Regions from separate parts of the Xenopus tropicalis genome. Here region 2 is linked to region 1. The links are chromatin contacts, called in public Hi-C maps. All regions are on one chromosome and are shown on one strand. Each heading gives the region's core, a stretch centred on a gene start, on an enhancer-like site or on the middle of the called end of the contact. The rest is flanking DNA. Distances are from core to core; before and after follow the strand shown. Region 1 holds the start of bmp4 (bone morphogenetic protein 4). Region 2 has its middle 25 kb from the start of cnih1.

Evidence for each region. Hi-C and Micro-C count contacts between places; a contact is called where the count stands out from the background.
Region 2: a Hi-C map of gastrula embryo shows a contact between it and region 1, with 1.4 times the contacts expected there. The contact joins the enhancer-like site here to the promoter of bmp4 in region 1. A contact is called at or near these places in 2 of 5 Hi-C or Micro-C datasets (brain and gastrula embryo).

The regions. Positions count from the first base shown.
Region 1 is chr8:94,980,527-94,983,256 of UCB_Xtro_10.0, reverse strand. bmp4 (bone morphogenetic protein 4) reads left to right here and starts at 1,364. Exons shown (of 3, transcript NM_001017034.3): 1 at 1,364-1,512; 2 at 2,275-2,642. The coding sequence starts at 2,282.
Region 2 is chr8:95,200,157-95,202,999 of UCB_Xtro_10.0, reverse strand. No RefSeq gene overlaps it. Among named protein-coding and RNA genes, the nearest start is that of cnih1, 25 kb to the left of the region's middle. Within about 2 kb of position 1,334, at least 5 of the 11 cell types and tissues checked have an H3K27ac peak or open chromatin away from gene starts, as enhancers often do. A contact at or near this core is called in gastrula embryo, where this site is marked.

The sequences.
Region 1 (2,730 bases), core at 115-2,614:
AAGAGCCTTACAGATAAAACTACTGTATACACTAGGCTTAAGAGTTTTGGTCAAAGCAAATGCATTCACTGGAGGATACAGTATACATGTTAAAAACATTATTTTAAATTTCCTTATCACTGGCAATAAGTCACTGTGCTTTACTAATTCTGCTGGTATTTTAACACAAATGATCAGTAAATTCGGTTTAACCACACCTGATAATGTGAAATATGATGGTATAAAATTCTGTAAAGTGACATGAACTGGTACAGCCAGACAACAATGTGTTCCCAGTAGCTGATTGTCTCCCCACAGGTGCCAAAGACTTCCACCCCCACAAAGCTACACTACTGTATGTTAAATTTAACACTGATTACAAATCAAGGTGCAAATCGTTTCACAATGTTAACAATACCTTCTTTTTGCAGGGGAAGGTAAATATAGTTGTATTTAGAATAAATAGCTGGTTGCCCTCCATTCTGAGAACACCTCCCCCCTTCCTTCTGAACCAAACATCCCCAGTACGGTTGGTAACCAAACTTATTGCTCGATGATAATAGTAAAGATAGGCTGGAGTCCTAGAAATGATTTTTGCACATTATAAATGAAGGACATGGCGGAGCGTAGGCTGGTAAAAATGAGTAAGGTGTTGGGAGGAAATCGAGTTTACAGACGCGATTGTTGCAGTGACAAGTATAGTGAACAGGGGCAGATATTCTCGGGGATGACTGAGTTTGTGGTGGGTGAGGTGGGTGGGGGGTAGTCTAGGTTATTGGGTTGAGGTATTCCTGTGAGAATTAGCGGGATATGTAATAAGTCTTTCACACAGAAATAGCCTGAGGTGAGGAAGGTGCGCCCTTGCACTACACCACGAGTCTATCGATTCATTTATAGTCCCAATGGCCTTTTAACGCTTTCTTGGATGAGCAGGCTTAGCAGGGCTATTAAAATGACAGCCTTCTTTAGTCAAGTACAGCAAAATGTCAGGCGTTTCACATGAACGCCTCCGATTGCCCCATGACACAGGCAGCGAGACAAGCAATTGTTCGTGGCTGAGGTAAAGCGTAGGACAGTCATGTTTTTGTTACAAGCACAGTCCGGCTCCCTGTACATTGATGGCAATTTCATTAACACGAGATTAGAGCATAAGGAAAGATGAGCCCGGCACACGGAGCCAAGTAGAAAGGCGAGCCGTTGCTAGCGGTACCACACGCACACAAGTTTGCTCGGACAGTCTGGGCTGAGCCCTCCCCTAATATAGGCCGCGGGGTGGGCCGGCCGCTGCCTTGATTGACGGCTTCCCGGAGTGATTTGCCCCCCACGTGATCCGCAAAAGGGGCTGGGAGTAAAAGAAGAGTCCTGCTGGCTGCGCTCTCATTATATTCCAATATTCATTTTAGGAACCAGTTCCATAGTATCATCTCCATCTGCAAACTGCGTCCCGAGTCCCACTGAGCTTTTCCACAAATTTCTGTCCAAGATTGGCAGTCAAGAATCATGGACTGTTTTTCTATGCCTTGTTTTCTGTCAGTGAGTAGACTTTCTGTTCATTCTGTATTTTTCATCTCCCCCCTTGTGTACTTTGCCCGTAGCTGCCCTCCTGCATAGGAACCCCACGGCTCTGGGTACTTACTGCTGAGGCTATGGCAGGACCTGAGACAATGTTGAGCCCCCCCGCAGCGCTCTAGGACAGAAGTGTGCTACACATCTAGAACGGCAAGTCAGTCTTCTGCGCTCCAGGTGTTGGAGAACTACAAGTACCAACATTCTTTGGCCAGGTTCGCTGAACTGGGGTGGGGGGGTCGGAGTGTTGTAGTTCTTTAGCAGCTGGATAGCCGAGCGTTACGTGCGCTTGTGCCGGAGGGGGACTGATAGCGGCATGTATCACAGCTGTAGCGCCGACACATCGCGGGCTATCGGGTTGCAGAACACATGATCCAGCTGCCCGGAGCGCTGGCACTTGTTGCAAAAGGGCAAATGGCAGGGGCAATTCTATAGCTGCTGATCGTGCTAGGAGTCAGACTGGTGCTAATTGTCTGGAGCCCGGGAGACGCTCACAGTCAGATTAGCAACAGGATGGCGGTGACTATCTGATAATGAGGGATGTGACTGGGAACAAGTTATAGCCCAAGAAACCCCAGGCACCCCCCCTCTCGCCCTGCCCCGGGTGGCTCAGTGGAACTGTCCTTGTCCTATTATTTGCTTTGATCCCGCTCTATCACTTGATTTGAGTCTAATCCCCTACAGATCCTCCCTATTTATTTGCATGTATTTTTGTTCTGCACCCTCCAGAGACACCATGATTCCTGGTAACCGAATGCTGATGGTCATTTTATTATGCCAAGTCCTGCTAGGAGGCACTAACCATGCCAGCCTGATACCTGAGACGGGCAAGAAGAAAGTAGTGGCCGAGATTCAGGGAGGTAGAAGGTCCGCTCAGAGCAATGAGCTCTTGCGGGATTTCGAGGTGACGCTGCTGCAGATGTTCGGCCTCCGCAAGCGGCCGCAGCCCAGTAAGGATGTGGTGGTGCCCGCGTATATGCGGGACCTGTACAGGCTTCAGTCAGCGGAGGAGGAGGATGAACTACACGATATCAGCATGGAGTACCCGGAGAGACCGACCAGCCGGGCTAACACCGTGAGGAGCTTCCATCATGAGGGTGAGTAGTTACAATCCCTTTTCGGCCCCGGATAGGCAAAGTTTGAAAAATGACGGACTGTACCATCCGCCCTTTCCCCCCTTCTCCA
Region 2 (2,843 bases), core at 85-2,584, 220 kb before region 1:
TTATTTACTTATTGCCTGTTAAGTACAGACGGTAAAGACAAAATCAAGACTCGCACTCAACAAACTCCAACGTAAAAAAAAAATCTTTATTAAAATAAGCAACATGTCAAATAAAAGCCTTACGCATTTTGTGCCTTCCTGGCACTTAATCATAGGTTGACAGTCCAGACAGTACAAAGATACAAACGGCACAAACTGCGGAGTATTATATCTACCACATGCTCTGTACATCTCACATATTTATTTCTACCATTTAGTTTAAGGAAAAATCCAATAGGTCTGTCCTACAAAATTTTGTTACCCTCGTTCTTATCCTTCTTACTACCCCTTTCTTATTATAGAACATGACCATCAAACCACTATTTTGTTTGAAAGGTAAACATAGATTTAACATTAAAGATAAAAAATACTGAGAAATGCAGGATAGAAAATTAAAAGTTGTTGCCTTTATATACTTTCTCTTCCCTAACAAAATAACCCTATAATGAAGTGTCTTAATGAACAAAACCTATAAGGCTTTCTGTTCTTATAAGTTACTGTAATAAAGTCTACATTTCTTTTACTAAGCCTGGTCATGGATTTCTGTGAGTGCCTCCTGCATCCAGGCCTGGGCCCGAGCCTAGGGTGGCACAATTTTAGGGGTGGCATGCGCCTTCTTTTCACTCCCTTCTCTGCCTGTACAAAATGCATTGGCTGGCATGGTGCAGTAGCAGATTACATTTTCAAACTGCTCTGATGTCCATAGTACATGAGATCAGTCATATCTGTATCTTAGATACCTAAGTTGACACAGGAGCTAAATAAATTAGAGCTTTATGACAATGCAATACCATCAGAAGCCTTATGGAAAGATCAACAATCTACCATGTCGGACTGGGATGCCAGGGACCCACTTGAAAACCATAGAACATAAGTACACACTCCAAACTTTTTTTTTGTCTGGGAGTTTTCCTGGTATCCCGCTGGGCCAGTCCAACACTGCCTATCTATACTTAGGCCTGAAATTATTTTGGATCTATCTGGCCCAGAGCAAAGAACAACACTGCAATGCAGTAGATAAAGCTGGTTTAAAAAATAAGGGTAAAAAATAAAATAAAGTGATTTAATACTAATTTCTTCCTTATACAAGAAAAGAAGGCTTTGCTGTTCATAGTGGTGTTGCTAATTTGTTACTCTGAATGTATGATTTTCCTTCTCTGTTTCTTAATATTTGCAGGAGGCAGGGCTGAAGCGACCAGCAAGTGACTCAGTTCCAAAGCATTTGGCCATTGTAACACAGAGGGTGTTGACTTTTGGTAGACGTCTATTCTTGATAAACATCTCTGTGAATAAATCTGCTTACAAATGCAAAACATGTTTCCCCCTCACAGTCCTGTGCTAGTTACCTGTGGCTCCAAGATAGTGCAATTGTGAGCAGTAAAGAGATTGAGATAGCGACTGGAAGTGGTGACAGTGAGGCTGGCTTAGTCAGTCGGAGGAAGCAGACACATACTAAATAAAATTCAGCATTCCATTTTGAGAGTCATGAGCTGACACGATGGAAGAGAATGATGAGGGGACAGGCATTTGATTTATGGCAAGATTAAGCTTGAAATTCTCAACTTTTTTCTTTAACCTTTTCATTATTGTAGAGTCGACTATAAAAGAAGAAACCATTGTTTAAATCCTGGCTAAAATACTTTCAAGCATTCTTTGCCTGGGGCATTTTATTTAAAATGTGTGCTTGCACCTACGTATATGCATACACAGTTCTTTAGTTCAGCAACTAATAGCAGCACTGACAGATTCCTAATTGCTACTTTAAACAGAAGTCTTTAAATGGGTTTAAAAGGAAAATAAACCCTGCTTTTAAGTGGGGTTTTTATTCAGGTTTATTTGAAATAAATGTTCAGTGAGGCATATTCTGCACAAGGAGCCTTATTTACTCATTTAGTTTTAGATCAAGTAGGAACTGCCACACCGATTGCAAAAGATAAAAGCTTCTTTATAGTCTCTAAAACTGGCCACACTGGCAACTACCTTTATGTCCAACCAGCTGGCTTTGGTTGACATTTGTTTGGATTTGGATGACATATCCAGTTGAACAGCCTGGACCAAGCAGCCAGATATTTGGAGTCTCTGGCCCATACAGTTCCATGCTGGCCCATGACCTCAAGCATCTCAATAGGATTTAACTTTGAATGAAGTTTATGAACGTTATTATTATTATTTATATAGAATAGTTATTGTTATTATTTGAATGTTGATGTTATTATTTCCACCCATAGTGACCATCAGGGCAGTCAAATGGGGTACATCAAAGGGAAGGCCCCAAAAAGTCTCCCTGCCTTGGTGATTATTGTTTGAAAATGCTCAAACTGAGCCCTTGCAAGACATTTATCACAGTGGTGCAACTTATTTCTACAAAAGTGCTGTGTGCCGGTAATTTGTTAATACATAGTACCTTGTATGAAATATTTTATTAATTAATCCGAATACAGAATTTGATAAATGTCTTACATCAGTGTCTGTCTCTATTTGGACACTTCTTGGAACTCTCATTGAGGGCCCTCTCTCTCTCCTCCCAGAGAGATTCTTCTCTATATCTATCCATGTGGCTCCCTGCATTGGTTGGTACCCCTGTACTGACTCACTACAACTCCTTATTGAAGTCTATCTTGTGCTACTACAAAAGAGAAACTAGCCCCCTAGCTAGACCTCATTCACTTTGTACATCTCTCAGGCTTACTCATCTGCCCTGGGATCTAAACTTATCTCATTTATTTCCCTAAGGGGAATGAAAGAGACTGACTCAGCTGTATCTCTATCCAAGCCTTTAGGCTGAAGACACATGGAGCTACTAG